Linked DNA regions of Neogale vison: region 2 is linked to region 1. A link is a contact called in public Hi-C data. All regions are on one chromosome and are shown on one strand. The core of a region is the stretch at or near the end of the contact, and the rest is flanking DNA. Distances in the headings are between cores, read along the strand shown.

What was found. A called contact is a pair of places that touch in the nucleus more often than the background predicts.
Region 2: a contact with region 1 is called in a Hi-C map of fibroblasts, with 4 times the contacts expected there. The contact joins the promoter of LOC122904168 here to the enhancer-like site in region 1. A contact is called at or near these places in 3 of 3 Hi-C or Micro-C datasets (fibroblasts, muscle and tongue).

Annotation. Positions count from the first base shown.
Region 1 is chr4:224,690,395-224,697,557 of ASM_NN_V1, reverse strand. No RefSeq gene overlaps it. Among named protein-coding and RNA genes, the nearest start is that of PDIA4, 37 kb to the left of the region's middle. Within about 2 kb of position 2,632, the one cell type or tissue checked has open chromatin away from gene starts, as enhancers often do. A contact at or near this core is called in fibroblasts, where this site is marked.
Region 2 is chr4:224,737,708-224,744,870 of ASM_NN_V1, reverse strand. It overlaps LOC122904168 (profilin-1), which reads right to left and starts at 2,789. Exons shown (of 1, transcript XM_044244642.1): 1 at 2,012-2,789. The coding sequence starts at 2,678. The coding sequence ends at 2,256.

The DNA of each region.
Region 1 (7,163 bases), core at 1,383-3,882:
CTCAAGGAGGAAACATTTAGGAAGAAGAAAAACCAAGTCCGGGAGTCTGGGGACAGACAAGAAGGTAGAGAAGGGAGAGTGCATTGTGGGACACTCAGGTGGGGCCTCCGAGTCCCTTCGTCATCCTGGTTCTGCCCTTACACTCTTGTGTAACCTTGGGACCCATTCAGCTGCCTCCTCCTCTGTAAGCAGGGGTCATGACACTGATTCACCTTTCTCCTTTATGAAATGGAAGTGTAATTCCTTTTTTTTTTTTTTATTTTAAAATTTTGAGTATTTATTTGATAAAGCACAAGCAGGCAGACAAAAGGACAGGGAGAACCAGAAGGAGGCTTCCCACTGAGCAGGATGCAGGCTCGATCCTGAGACCCTGGGATCATGACCTGCGTGGAGAGCAGGCACTTAGTGGACTGAGCCACCCAAGCACCCTAGAAGTGTAATTCCTAACAGGGTCAGAAGCAAGGTGTAGTGCCATATGCCGGCCACAAATGTGTATCTAATAAAGGAAGCTATTTGGTTTGTTCTCATAGGTTCTCATAGGTGTAGGCAATCCGGGAACACACTGGATTTCCCTAGTGCTTCTGTGAGCACTGTCTTGTGGAGTCTCAAGGTGACCCCATAGGGAGGTAAGACAGTGTTATGAGCAGCACCCTAGGATTTAGAGACCAAGGGCTCCGGTGGGTGTTCTCGATCTGAATCTCATGCCCTTTCCTGTACACTGCCCTGCTTCCTCAGTAATAGATACACATACGAGGCGGACCACCTTACCTACAGTGGCTTGTTCAAGCCAATTGATTAGCTATGATCATACCCCAGCAATTAACACAGGATTACCATGGCTGAAGAGCAATGAGTGATACTCTGAGGAAACAACGGTCTGCTGGCCATGGCCAAATGCTCCACGCTTGCCAAAGAAAATCCCCAGTTCGTACTGTATTTTATAAGATGCAAAATATGTTCATATTATTCATTTCACAATATTCTTTACAACCCAGTTAGGTTAGTGGGGCAGACATTACCATTCCACAAATGAAGAAACTGAGTCTCTGAGAACACATGGGTAGCTCACGGCCCACCACAGAGTTCACGACTTGTGGGACCAACATAACTTTTCTTCTTCAAGAGCTCTCTCTGCTACCCCACAGTGAAAAACCCACAAAGTGGAATGCCTGGGTGGCTCAGTCTGTTGAGCCCCCAACTCTTGATTTTGGCTCAGGTCATGAGCTCAGGGTCCTGGGATGGAGCCCTGCAGCGGGCTCCACGCTCGGGTAGGAGTCTGTTTGAGATTCTCTCCTTCCCCCCACACTTGGTATCTCTCTCTAAAATAATAAATAAATCATTAAAAAAAAACACCACCCTGACAAATAATGGTAACAAAGCCATAAATCAACTGCTGTGGTGACCCAATCAATGGAAACATGTCCTTCAAACACAAATCTAGAGCAATTCCAGATAGGTCGGTAATAAAATGAGATCGGGTTCAGGGGATATAAGTAATTGATGGTGGAATAAACGTCAACAGGGACACAGAGGAACTTGAGAGCAGAGTCAGTTTCTCTGACCCTAAGAAAATCTCATCCTGTAGGCTAGGGGACTGCACAACCCCGTTAGTCTTGATGAGATGCGTCTCCTCTCCTGAGGATTCCTAGCCAGATAATAATACCTGAGAAGCAATAATGAATGGCCGGACCAGAGTAATAGAATAACTCTAGAAGGAACAGTGTCCAGCATTACTTCTTTCCTGAGACTCATGTGACTGAGATAGGGTTGCCAAATAAAATACAAGATGCTAAGATAACAATGATTTTTTTGTATATCCCAAATATTGCATGGTATATTCTGCTGTGTATTTGCTAGTGTATTTGCATACACTGTAGTTTGAAGCCAAAATGATCTTGATTTGCAAAAACCTGGCATTTGAAAAGGGAAAGGGGATTTTTTTCAATACCAAAATCTTGATGTTTTACTGGAAAAGCAAAGCTTGGTGGACCCAGGGTGTGGAGCTAATACCATGAACCACAGAGTCAGCGGAATGCATAAGGGTCCACGGGCAGTTTGTCGAGGGTTCAGAAGAGACTAAAGCATCCCTTCTGCCAAGCCATAACATCCTTGGGATTTCCTTTGTCATCTTTCTCTGTGTTTTCTGTGAACACAAACTTCTAGATACATACATTGTTTTGCTTTACAGAGTGACGCAGAAGCATGCTATGCGAATTACTTTGCAACTTGCTTGTGCTCTTTGCACTCCATTATGCTACCCCCTTGCTCTCCTGCCCTCGCTCCGGCACACCTGACACTGGGGATAAGGAGGCACATGAAGCGTGGTTCATTCCCTAGGTCACCTAAACCCTGGCTCCCCCTGTTTCCAAGAAAATCTGGAGACAAGAGGACGTTCCTTTTCAGCATGATCCATGCAGACCCCAAAATGCTGCTGTCTAGCAGTCCTCTCTCCTGGCAGGTCTTCATCATGCACAATGCGTTTACTGGTGTGTTTAAGAAACCGTCAGTCAGGAGCTAGTAGTTGCCTGGCCTATAGGGGGAAAGAATTGCGGCCCCTACCTTCCCCCCGCGCAGCAAAAGGCTAGTCAAGTGAAGCAGTGGGAGTGGAGAAGGAACAAAGAAATCTGTAACTGGCTGTGATCAATTAATTGTAAACACCACTGCACTCGGACCAGCCGAAGAAAAGGTGCCTATTGCCAGTTATATAAGTCTCCAAAGTTCTTTCTTCTCTTCACTTAGGGTGATTATAGTAGGAATTACTTTTAAACGTCTAAATAAAGTCTTCATATATAAACCACGTATTTTAAAGACAAAAACACGAGACAACTCTGTCGAGAAAAAAGTCTTTCTCTCTTCAATGGACTTAAGAGAGCTCCGGGCCAGGCTGCTCAGAGCATTGTGGGTGATTTGCATGCAAACAAGTAGCGGCCACATCCACCAGAATCCAAAAGGTGGGTGCTGGCGGTTCTGTTAAGTACACCGAAGTGACACGATTTGCCTTAAATCTGCATTTGTCTTGTCAGGGCGTCTTCCTAGGCAGGACGCTTGTGGGGACGGCATGTGGGGGGCGGATCTCTTCCGCCTCTCCGAACTGCCCTTCCCGGGACGCAGGTGCAGGGATGCTCGGCGGCCCTGCGCCCCCAGCCCGGAGCCCGACCGCCTGGGGCCTGATCTTCTTCACCCGCCCGGCGTCCTCGCTCGTGCTTTACCGGCCAGGCTCCATGGCAGTGGTCTGCCGCTCTCACCAAGCGATTTTGTTTCTACGAGAACTGGGTGCTGCCAGCCCCCGTCCCGGGAGAGGATCCGGGGGTCCCCCCGTGCGAACAGAAGGGGACGTGCATGGAGGCCGAGACGGCATATTAGTGGAAGTCAGTTTTACAATGCTGCCAGGCCGAAAAGACGCGCGAGGTAACCGCAGACAGAAGTCGTGGGACGAGCAATTTCCTTGGTTTCCCCCGGGACCTGGAGGCGCGTCTCCCGGGGCCCTTCCCCCGCCCTTCCCCCGCCCGGCCGGGACTGCGCAGTCCCGTCTGAGCGCGCGTCCGCGTCCCGGAGCTTGGCGGGCCGCGGGGTACCGTCTGCCGACCCGGGTGCACAGCCAGAGGTGGGCGCGCGGCGCTTGGGGGAAGTTCTCATCTTCGGGTCCAGCAGCCGCGACCCCCTGCTTGACCCCGGATGGGGTCATTTGGAGCATTCTTCTGTACGACCGATATTTTCAGTCCTACCCCTGTAATCATCAGGACTGATCGCTCTTTCCTTCGTTTGTTTTAAAACAAGCGACTGACAATTTGAAAAGGAAGAAATGTACATTTTAAAGATTTTATCTAAAGTCGGTAAATTATTTCACGTATGAATTAAAATTTGCACTTACTAAATAAAAATATCATAACTCGCAGTTCCCCCTGTGGCTGCCTGTAGAAAATAGACTTTTAAATTTTAAATGGAAAAAAAAATCAATATTAATTTAAAAACCAATTTAAACGAATTTATTTTAAAATAAAACTTCAAAATTCATCTAAATTAATTTTAAATTAAGCTTTCACAAATAACAATTCCAAGTGGTGACATAGGATGATAAAAATCAAGTCTCTCAAGTTCTGTTTCTTGTCTGAACAATCACTATCTTACGATTTTTCAGTGTTGTTAATAGACTTAACTTTTAGGGCAGTTTTAGGATCACAACAAAATTGAACAGAATAAATTTTTCTTGGGGTTTCTTCTCTGACTCATGGGTTATTTGCAAGTGTGCTGTTTAATCACCAAGCATTTTGGATTCCCCAGCTATCTTTCTGTTACTGGAGTGCAGTTTAATTCTTTTGCGGTCTGGAGCAGACATTTTACGATTTCTAGCCTTTTAAATTTGTTAAGGTGTGTTTTATGACCCAGAACTGGTCTGTCTTGGTGAATGTCCCATGCGCGCTAGAGAAGAATGTAAATTCCACTTTTGAATGAAGTGGTCCATAGATGTCCACGTAACTTTTCATAATGTTGAATCCTGGGGAACCACAGGAACTCCCTCCTCAGACAAATAAATGCTCCAGCTGAGTCCACAGGTACTTGTTGACTCTATGCCCAAGGGTTCTCCAAATTAACTTCCATACAGAATAGGATGTGTATTAAAGGGAGCATTTAAAATAGGCGAATCCCAATTTTAGAGATATTTATTAAATTCAAGAGTAGCAGCAATATTTTACAACTCGGACAACCAAGAGATTTGGGGAGAGGAGAATTTTATTTCTGGCGTTGTTTAAAATTACCAGTGCATAATGATAATAAAAAGCAGGCCACCTTCTAATCGGCTTTATGATTGTTTCTTGGTCTCATTGGACAGTGTCCTGTTCCCCGTGAGCCTGCCTCCCTGGCACATCCTCTGGCACATGCTCTCCTTGGATTCGCATGCCGTGGGGACAAGCTGTTTCTCTGTTGTTTTTTCATTTTGAGGGCTTTGGGTCTGAATGGTTCTGCTCATAGCCATCTCCAACCCCCGCTCTCCTCCCCCCACCACACCCAGGCTGACTCCCTTCTGCCTGTGGCTGGCTGCTCGCAGAGCTACTTTATCTTGTTCCCTTTCTGCTGCCCAGTCCCAGCATTTCCCTAAAAGTCACAAGACTCTGCACTTCTACCTCTTCCCAGGTTGCGGATCTGCTGACTTGCCTCCAAATCCCCAGGGAGGCACACATCATTCCTCAGCCTGCATCCTAGCCTCTCCTGGAAACTACACCGGGGACTTATTTCCTTCCTCTATCCTGCTGCGTGGAATTTGTTCCTGAATTGGTCCAGAATTTGGTGGTGGTGGTAGTGGGGGGGAATGTTGGGCATTTCTTTCCACACTCATCATCAGTAACCAGGGTTTCATGTCCCCCTCCCCACCTTACCCAAGAGTGAGGACGGATTTGCCCTAGGCAGGGTTATCAATAGTCTTAGGTAGGCCTAAGTGGTAAAAGGTCCCCTTTCTTAATTTAAAAAAGGATTTTAATGAATGTCATTTATATGTCAATAATTAGCAAAAATACAAAATCATTCCACGTAATGTCTAAACCATGTATAAATGTCCAAATATGAAATACAAGCTAGTAGAAACATGAATTTTAAATCACAATAAATAGAAACTAAAAATCATTCTGATACAATAATTTGCTATACAGTAGTCTTGTGTACAGGTCTTGCTTTTATAAAACGGAAATGGCAGTTTTGATACTTATTTGCATTACTGAATCTTTGTACTGAGAAAATTCCCTCAGCAACAAATAAATTGTTTTTATAATCTAAAATAGTAAACCAGTATAAGGTAGTTTCTAATTTCTGTCTAGGTATATGTGCTGCCGAAGCGAGCACTAATTTCTGTCTAGGTAATACATGCTTTCTGGAGAGTGGAGATGATTGTATGCAAGTTATTACATAATCAGAGTGCTTATGGATGTTATTTGGGAATTCAGCAATATAGTTCTGACCCTGGAAAGAAACCACAATGCAAAGCGTCAAATTAGGCAATGTGCGAGTTAGTGCCCAGAGAGGGTTTCACTTGAAAATAGTCACCAATCAGGGCAGGAGAAGAGCTTCTTGTATAGAAGCATAGGTTATTTCAGATATCGATCAACAAGATTTTTTTCTTATCAAGCTTTTTCCTTCTTTGAAATTCCAGTTGGAATGACCAATATCGATCCTGTTAGAATAAGACTTCTTCCATCTCTTAGAAAGTGTGTACACTAATTTTGTAAAAACAAAAACAAAAAATTATTTTTAAAATTTTATTTTTAATTAATTAATTAAAATTTAAATTATTTAAATTTTGTAAAAACAAAAAATTATTATTGGTGGAACATTATTAAAAATAAACATATATATATCACCCATCATTGGAGTCAATACAATTATAATAAAAATTTAAATATTTTGTAAAATAATGAAGATATCTGCAGTGGGGGTGGCATCCATGCATATATGGTGCCCTTGTGCGGGGCACACCCTGAGCAACTGTACATGGAGCCCAGGCTTTGGAGCATCAGTAGTCCCTCAGGCTCTCTCGTTATAGGTGCACACACACCTTGAGGTGGGTGAAACATCCATAAATAATGAATCTGTGTCTGGAGACCAGGGCTAAGCTAACACTTCTATGGTGGTAATTATATTGATATCCAAATGTGGGGTACTTTAGTCTCCTTAGAAAACTGCTAACCTTCTCTTTGTTTTTGGGTTTTTTTTTTTCAATTTATTTATTTTCAGAAAAACAGTATTCATTATTTTTTCACCACACCCAGTGCTCCATGCAAGCCGTGCCCTCTATAATACCCACCACCTGGTACCCCAACCTCCCACCCCCCCCGCCACTTCAAACCCCTCAGACTGTTTTTCAGAGTCCATAGTCTCTCATGGTTCACCTCCCCTTCCAATTTACCCAAATTCCCTTCTCCTCTCTAACGCCCCTTGTCCTCCATGCTATTTGTTATGCTCCACAAATAAGTGAAACCATCTGATAATTGACTCTCTCTGCTTGACTTATTTCACTCAGCATAATCTCTTCCAGTCCCGTCCATATTGCTACAAAAGTTGGGTATTCATCCTTTCTGATGGAGGCATGATACTCCATAGTGTATATGGACCACATCTTCCTTATCCATTCGTCCGTTGAAGGGCATCTTGGTTCTTTCCATACTTTGGCGACT
Region 2 (7,163 bases), core at 1,540-4,039, 47 kb before region 1:
TCTGTTAACTTGTAGAAGGAGGGCCAGGAGAGTCAAAAGTTCTTCCTGGAATTATGTCATCAAAGCCTCGCCTGCCTTACACATTGAAAAGTCTGGCTTCTCAAGATCCGTGTCAGAACCCTTAATGATAGGAACAGTAGAAGGTTTCTAAACATTTCTGATGGGGACAGGTGTGGAGCCGTCCTGAGACTAAAGCAGGTGTGTTTGTGGCTCCAGGTGGCAGTGTCCTTTTGATGATGTAGCCATCTGTTTCTAAGCACCGATGGAGGAGAATCTGGATGAGCGGAAGAAGGAACTTTTCACGGGGCACCTGGTTGGCTCAGTCGGTTAAACATCCGTCTATTGATTTTGGTTTGGGTCACCAACTCAGGGTTGTGAGCTTGAGTCCTACATTGGGTTCCATGTTTTGCGTGGAGCCTGCTTGGGGTTCTCTCTCTCTCTCTCTGCCCACCCTCCATCTCCCCATGAGTGCTCTCTTTCTCTCTCAAGGAAAAAAAAAAAGGAACTTTTTAAAAAAAGGTTTTGTTTATTTTTTTGACAGATAGGGAGAGAGTACAAGCAGTGGGAGTGGGAGAAGCAGGATCCCTGCAGAGTAGGGAGCCCGATGCGGGGCTCGATCCCAGGACCCTGAGATCATGACCCAAGCCAAAGGCAGACACTTAACCAGCTGAGCCACCCAGGCACCCCAAGAAGGAACTTTTCTCACATGTTATGAGGAATATCTATGAGACTGATCTCTCTAGGCCTGATGTGTTTTTGTTGAACATTTGAGAGTAATTCATCAGTCAAAGACCAACCAGGTTTCAGCAATTCTGTTTGCTGCTTGGCCAGACTTTACTCTGACGTCCAGGTAGGATTCTCTGACTCGCCCCCTCCAATGACTTTTAAAGTCATGTACATTTATTTTTGAGTCACTTGCTGTTGAAGATTCAGCAGTGGTTTAGGAAGTGATCCACACAGGCGTGAAAGAGTGTAACTGCACAGAAAGTGATCCCCTTTCTCCAGCCCCTTAGGGTTTTCCTGCAGGGAGAAGAGAAAATGCCTGCAATTTTACTATTTGAAAATCATGTCATAACTTTTTTATTCAGTGAGGATGACTTACATGGGGGGAAACACCCTCTTTCCTGCTGGGTAGGAATGAGGAAGGATGTGACCCTAAGAACTTCTCAACCAACATATGGAAGCAGAACTGAGAGACCGGGAGACCTCTTCCTGTTCTTCCTGTTGGGCCCTGGAGTAAACTGTGCCTGAACTCCTACCACCCCTGGCTCTCCAGTTATGCGAACCAGAGACCTCTCCCTCTTATTTAAGGTGTCTGGAGTTGAGTTTCCTCTTACAAAATAGGGTCCCAAGAGACAAGGAAATTGTTGAGAGAAGGGGGGGTTGTATGTAGTAAAGATGAAAACGTGGAAGGGAGGGACGTAATGAGTGTCCTGGTCTGAGAAGTTGACCGTCTTCACTAGGTAGTAACGGTCACCTGTTGAGTCCTGGGGCTCGGAGCAGGTACCTACTAGCATGTAGCCCTGGGAACGTGGGCAGTAGAAAGAACATTCAGGTGTTGCAGCTTGCTTGTTCGGCCCCCAGGAAGTTTCTAGGACAAAAAAAAAAAAAAAAGATGGGGCACCTGGGTGGCTCAGTGGGTTAAAGCCTCTGCCTTCGGCTCAGGTCATGATCCCAGGGTCCTGGGATCAAGCCCCACATCGGGCTTTCTGCTCAGCAGGGAGCCTGCTTCCCTTCCTCTCTCTGCCTGCCTCTCTGCCTACTTGTGATCTCTGTCTGTCAAATAAATAAATAAAATCTTAAAAAAAAAAAAAAAGAGAGAGAGAGAGACAACGTTAAGCCATCAGGACCTTCCTGCTTTTCAAGAATACAGGATAGTTGTTTGTAGAATGCCCCTTAGATTGGGTGTGTCTGCTGTGTCTTTGGGATGTGGTTTGGGTTATTTGCCCACGGCAGGGAGCTGTGCTGTGTTCTCAATGCACGTGATTTTTTTTTTTTTTTTTTTTTAGTAGAATCTTTTTTATTCAGAAAAAAAAAACCCAAAAAACAAAAAAAGTTTTCCAACCACACACAGGAGGGGTTTGGGTAGGGGGAGGTGTCTGTCCATCCAGCCCCAGCCCCCAGCCCATGTGGTTTTGGCAGCAATAAGGGGTGTGGGGTAATGGCCCAAAAAATAAAAATGGTGTATGTGTGTGTCTGGGAAGGACAGGGGTGCAAAAGCCATGGGGAGTGGTGGGGGGCAGGGACGGACGAGGTCAGTACTGGGAACGCCGCAGGTGGGAGGCCATTTCATAACATTTCTTGTTGATCATACCACCGTGGACACCTTCTTTGCCCATCAGCAGGACTAGCGTCTTGGCAGTCATGGTGACAGTGATGTTGAAAGTGGGGGCTCCACCGGTGCTCTTGGTACGAAGGTCCATGGTAAACTCCCCATCCTGCAGCAGTGAGTCCCGGATAACAGAACATTTCTGGCCCCCAAGTGTCAGCCCGTTCACGAAAAAACTTGATCGGTCTTTGCCAACCAGGACACCAACCTCAGCTGGCGTGATGTTGACGAAGGTCTTCCCGGGGACGGCGGCCCAAACGGAGGGCGAGTCCTTATAGCCCACGATGGCCGCGTCCTGACAGGTCCCGTCCGCCATGAGGTTGTCGATGTAGGCGTTCCACCCGGCCATGGCGCTGCTGCGGGGGCTGCTCTCGGCGCTGCTGCTGGGGTGGCGGGCTGGGCTCGGGGGCCTCGGGCTGGCGGGCGGGGGGAGGCGGAGAGCTCGGGGCGCGCGCTGCCGTCCGGACCGCGGCTCCGCTCGGCTGTGCAGCAGCCCTCGCACCGCCACCTCAATGCACGTGATTTTGATTCATTCCGTTACTGATGATGTTCACCTTGATCACTTAGTTAAGGTAGTATCTGCCAGATTTCTCCTCTGTGAAGTTACTTTTTTTCTTCTTTGTTATTATTAAACATGCGGTGCTTTTGTGGGACTGTACTTTGAAACCATGCAAATATCCCATTCCTCATCAAATTTTTCATTTATTTAGCTGTATATATATATATATTAAAAGATTTTAGTTATTGGAAGAGAGAGCACAGAGGGAGAAGGAGAGGGAGAAGCTGACTCCCTGTTGAGTGGAGAGCCCAATGCAGGGCTCAATCCCAGGACCCTGAGATCACAAGGAGCTGAAGGCAGAGGGTTAACCAACTGAGCTCCCCAGGCGCCCCAATTTAGCTATGTATTTTTTATCTGTATGGACTCACAGTTTCCTATTTTATTCTTATTTTATCCAATGGTTTACAATCCTTTCCTATCTGTATTTATTGCGATGCTCTAATTATCCCAAGTTTGGCCTGTGGGGGCTCCCCTTACACAGGGTTTCTGTGTCCTTTTGACCCCTTCCCATCATTCTTGAGCAACTTCCTTTGTTCTCTGGCACAAGCCGTTCCAGGCACATCTCCTAGATTCCCTGACTGAGCATTGGAGCCCAACATTTCCACGAGGAGCCCTGGTTCCTTGCGGCGGGCAGTGGATTAGAAGCCAAGGTCTGGTGTTAGGTGTGCTCATTGCCCCTCGAGGGTTGCTACTCCCAGGCTGTCTCAGTGGCTTGAGCAAGGACATGCATACGTATAGCAGACACATGTTTACATGTACACTCCTTTCCCTTTCTCTTTTTTAAAAATGATGGCCCGGGTCATGACACTGGAGTCCCAGGATTGAGTCCCGCAGCTCCACGGCGAGTCTGCTTCTCCCTCTGACCTTCTTCCCTCTCATGCTCTGTCTCACTCTCTCTCTCTCAAATAAATAAAATCTTCAAAAAAAAAAAAAAGTAAAAAATGATTGCCCAGCAATACTGTCAATTTCAGTCTGACACCGCAGTGTCCTTTCCAGTTTTTTCCCTTCTCATATTTGTAACTCTGTCTTAGACAGTATAAAGCTTTGTGCTGAGGCACCTGGGTGGCTCAGTGGGTTAAGCCTCTGCCTTCGGCTCAGGTCATGATCTCATGATCTCATGATCCCAGGTTCCTGGGATCGAGCCCCACATCGGGCTCTCTGCTCAGCGGGGGCCTGCTTTCCCCTGCCCCTCTGCCTGCCTCTCTGCCTACATGAGACCTCTGTCTGTCAAATAAATAAATAAAATCTTAAAAAAAAAAAAGAAGAAGAAGAAGAAGAAGCTTTGCGCTCATTATCCTTAATATATTTACTTATCTGGCCAGCCCCCCTGTATGTAAGCCATCCCACATGGCCACTGCTCCCTGCCCTGATCACCCCTGCTGCTCTGACGCTCTGCTCTGGGCTGCCCCAATCCCCCCAATCCTCCCACTGGTGGGGATGCTTACCTCACTGGGCTCCATGTAGTGATTTTGGAAAGGAGTGGTTCAAGAAAGGAAGGGAAGAGAAAGACAAGGGCAAGGAAAAGGCAGAGACACCGTTCATGGAAATGGGTTAGTTGACAAGACGAATCAATGTGGAAGTGGAAAAAAACATAAGAGATAATGTAACATGACTGAAATTAACCCCGACAGTGAATCTAGAGTTATAGATTTGGTAATCATTTCAATAAGGGTGATTCTATTGCTATAAAATGAGGAGTAGGTAGGGGCATCTGGGTGGCTCAGTCAGTTGAGCATCTGACTCTTGATCTGAGCTCAGGTCATGATCTCAGGATCGTGAGATCAGGCCCAACCTCATTGGGCTCTGTTCTCAGCAGGGAGTCTGCTTGAGATTCTCTCTCTCTCTCTCTCTCTTTCCCTCTGCCCCTCCCCCTGCTCACACTTGTGCCCTCTCTGTCTCAAATAAATAAATAGATCTTTTTAAAAAAATTCAGAATATTTCACTGGGATCATAAACAATCACAGCAAAGTGTGACAACCACAAGTGGATGTTTGCAAAGTACCAGGTCAAAGGACATCAGCAGGAAGGAAAGCAGCCCTGTGCATCCGACAGGCCACTGATATGGCCAGGCACCATCTCTGTCCTCAAGAACTCACAGTCTCGTGGGCAGAAAGAGGAATACAGGGACAGATACAGTCCAGTGGAATGAGTGCCAGGCCAGGGGGAGAGCACCAGGGGGAGGACAGTGCACTGGAAGGACACTGGACCAGAACTGGAGGGGCCAGGGAGACTGCCGCAGAGAAACTGGCACCTCAGCTGAGTCTCAACCCCATGACAAGGGGTGGCTGCTGCCCAAGTAGACTAGAAGCTAATAAAAATGCAGGCCAGCTGGGCTCACAGAGCCAAGGAGGAAAGGAATGTATCTTTCCACAAAGAGGTCCATGTGTGGTCTATGAAAGAAGGCAGTTTCAGAAGGAGGAAGTTAAGACCCTCATAGGAGGGGCCCCTGGCTGCCTGGCTCAGTCAGTAGAGCATGTGACTCGATCTTGGGGTCCTGAGTTCGAGCCCCACGTGGGGATGTGGAGATCACTTAAATAAAAACCTTTAAAAAAAAGATTCACACATGAGACGGCTGTGCTGCTCCCTTGGCCCTTCCCGGAGCACATGCCAGGTTCCTCACTATCTCCTGGCACCTGCTTCCTAAACTACAAGTTGGAGGAAACCAGTCCACCTCACCGTGGCATCTCTGTGCAGACCCTGAGAGTCCCAAACCAGACTTGATAGCCCAGACGGAAATGGGGTGAGAGCCAGTTGCTCTTTGGGAATGGAGGGGAAGGGAGAGAGAGGAGGCAGTTAACCTCCATGCTATTCAGCATGGGGGTTGGGAGAGAGTCAGAGCATGACTGGTTTGGGGATAAGGGCCCTGACATCTGAGACTCTGCATACAAGTCCCTTTTCTTTGTCTCCTTGGCATGGTGACAGCTTTGGGGTTTTGAAAGAGAGTGAACTAGAGGAGAGAGCACATTGCTCTTCTAGACAAGGAATAAGAGATGCTGGTTTGTTCACTGACCGATTTATCAAACTGATCTCAAAAATAAGACAAAAACCTCAAGATGTGACCAAGACTTCATCTCTAGAGATAAGCTAAAGGTAGAGTTCCCTTTCAAAGGGAATTGATGCTTTTTCATGTATACAATATATAATGAGAGCCATGGACAAAATTGTTATTTCCTAAGTCAATCGGAGAAAGACAACTATCATATGATCTCCCTGATATGAGGAAGTAGAGAAGCAACATGGGGGGTGAAGGGGGTAGGAGAAGAATGAATGAAACAAGATGGGATTGGGAGGGAGACAAACCATAAGTGACTCTTAATCTCACAAAACAAACTGAGGGATGCTGGGGGGAGGGGGTTTGGGAGATGGGGGTGGGGTTATGGACATTGGGGAGGGTATGTGCTACGGTGAGTGCTGTGAAGTGTGTAAACCTGGCAATTCACAGACCTGTACCCCTGGGGATAAAAATACATTATATGTTTATAAAAAATAAAATAAAATAAAATAAATTTTTTAAAAAATGGAGTTACCACCCTGGATAACCTGATTTATTAGGTTAAGGTGCAGCTTGCCTTCTGTATTTTTCAAAACCCCCAAGATAATTCTAAAACAAAGGCTGGTTAAGAGGCATCGTCTTTTAGTCTTTGAAAATATAACATTTGTATTTTGAAATTGATATATTAGAGTCATCATTTATTCCTTATCATCATTTTTTCCTTATTTGATATTGACAAGCCTCTTATACATTCAACCACCAATAAAAATCCAGGAATGGAAATTAAGTTATTAAGTTATAAACTTCTGTTAAAATTATGTTATGTTATATTTGATTATTTTATTTTTATTAATTTTACAACTGCCTTCAGACTCTGTTTCTCTTCTGTTTAACCAATGGTATTTACACATTATTGGCGTTGTTGGTAATGAATATTAAAATATAAAACTTCAAAGTTGATAAAAAAATTGTTATTTCCATTTAGAAACATGGACCATACTTTTTGGTTTGCTTTGTGTTTGTTTTTTAATGTTTGGGGTAGCTACAACTGATTTCTGAGAAGTTAAGATGTTCAGTAAAGTGTTGAAGTCATATATGTCACATCCTAAGAGAAGACTCTGAAAGGCATTATACTGGTTTTATTTCTGGCTTTATTTCACAGGCGCAAATAAACCAAGACTTTCAAAAAGGTCACTAGGTTTCTTACTGTAGGTTGGGAAAGAACTACCTGTGAGCGTACACAGTTCTCTCCCTTAGTCTAAGAGTGAAAGACATTGGGTTGG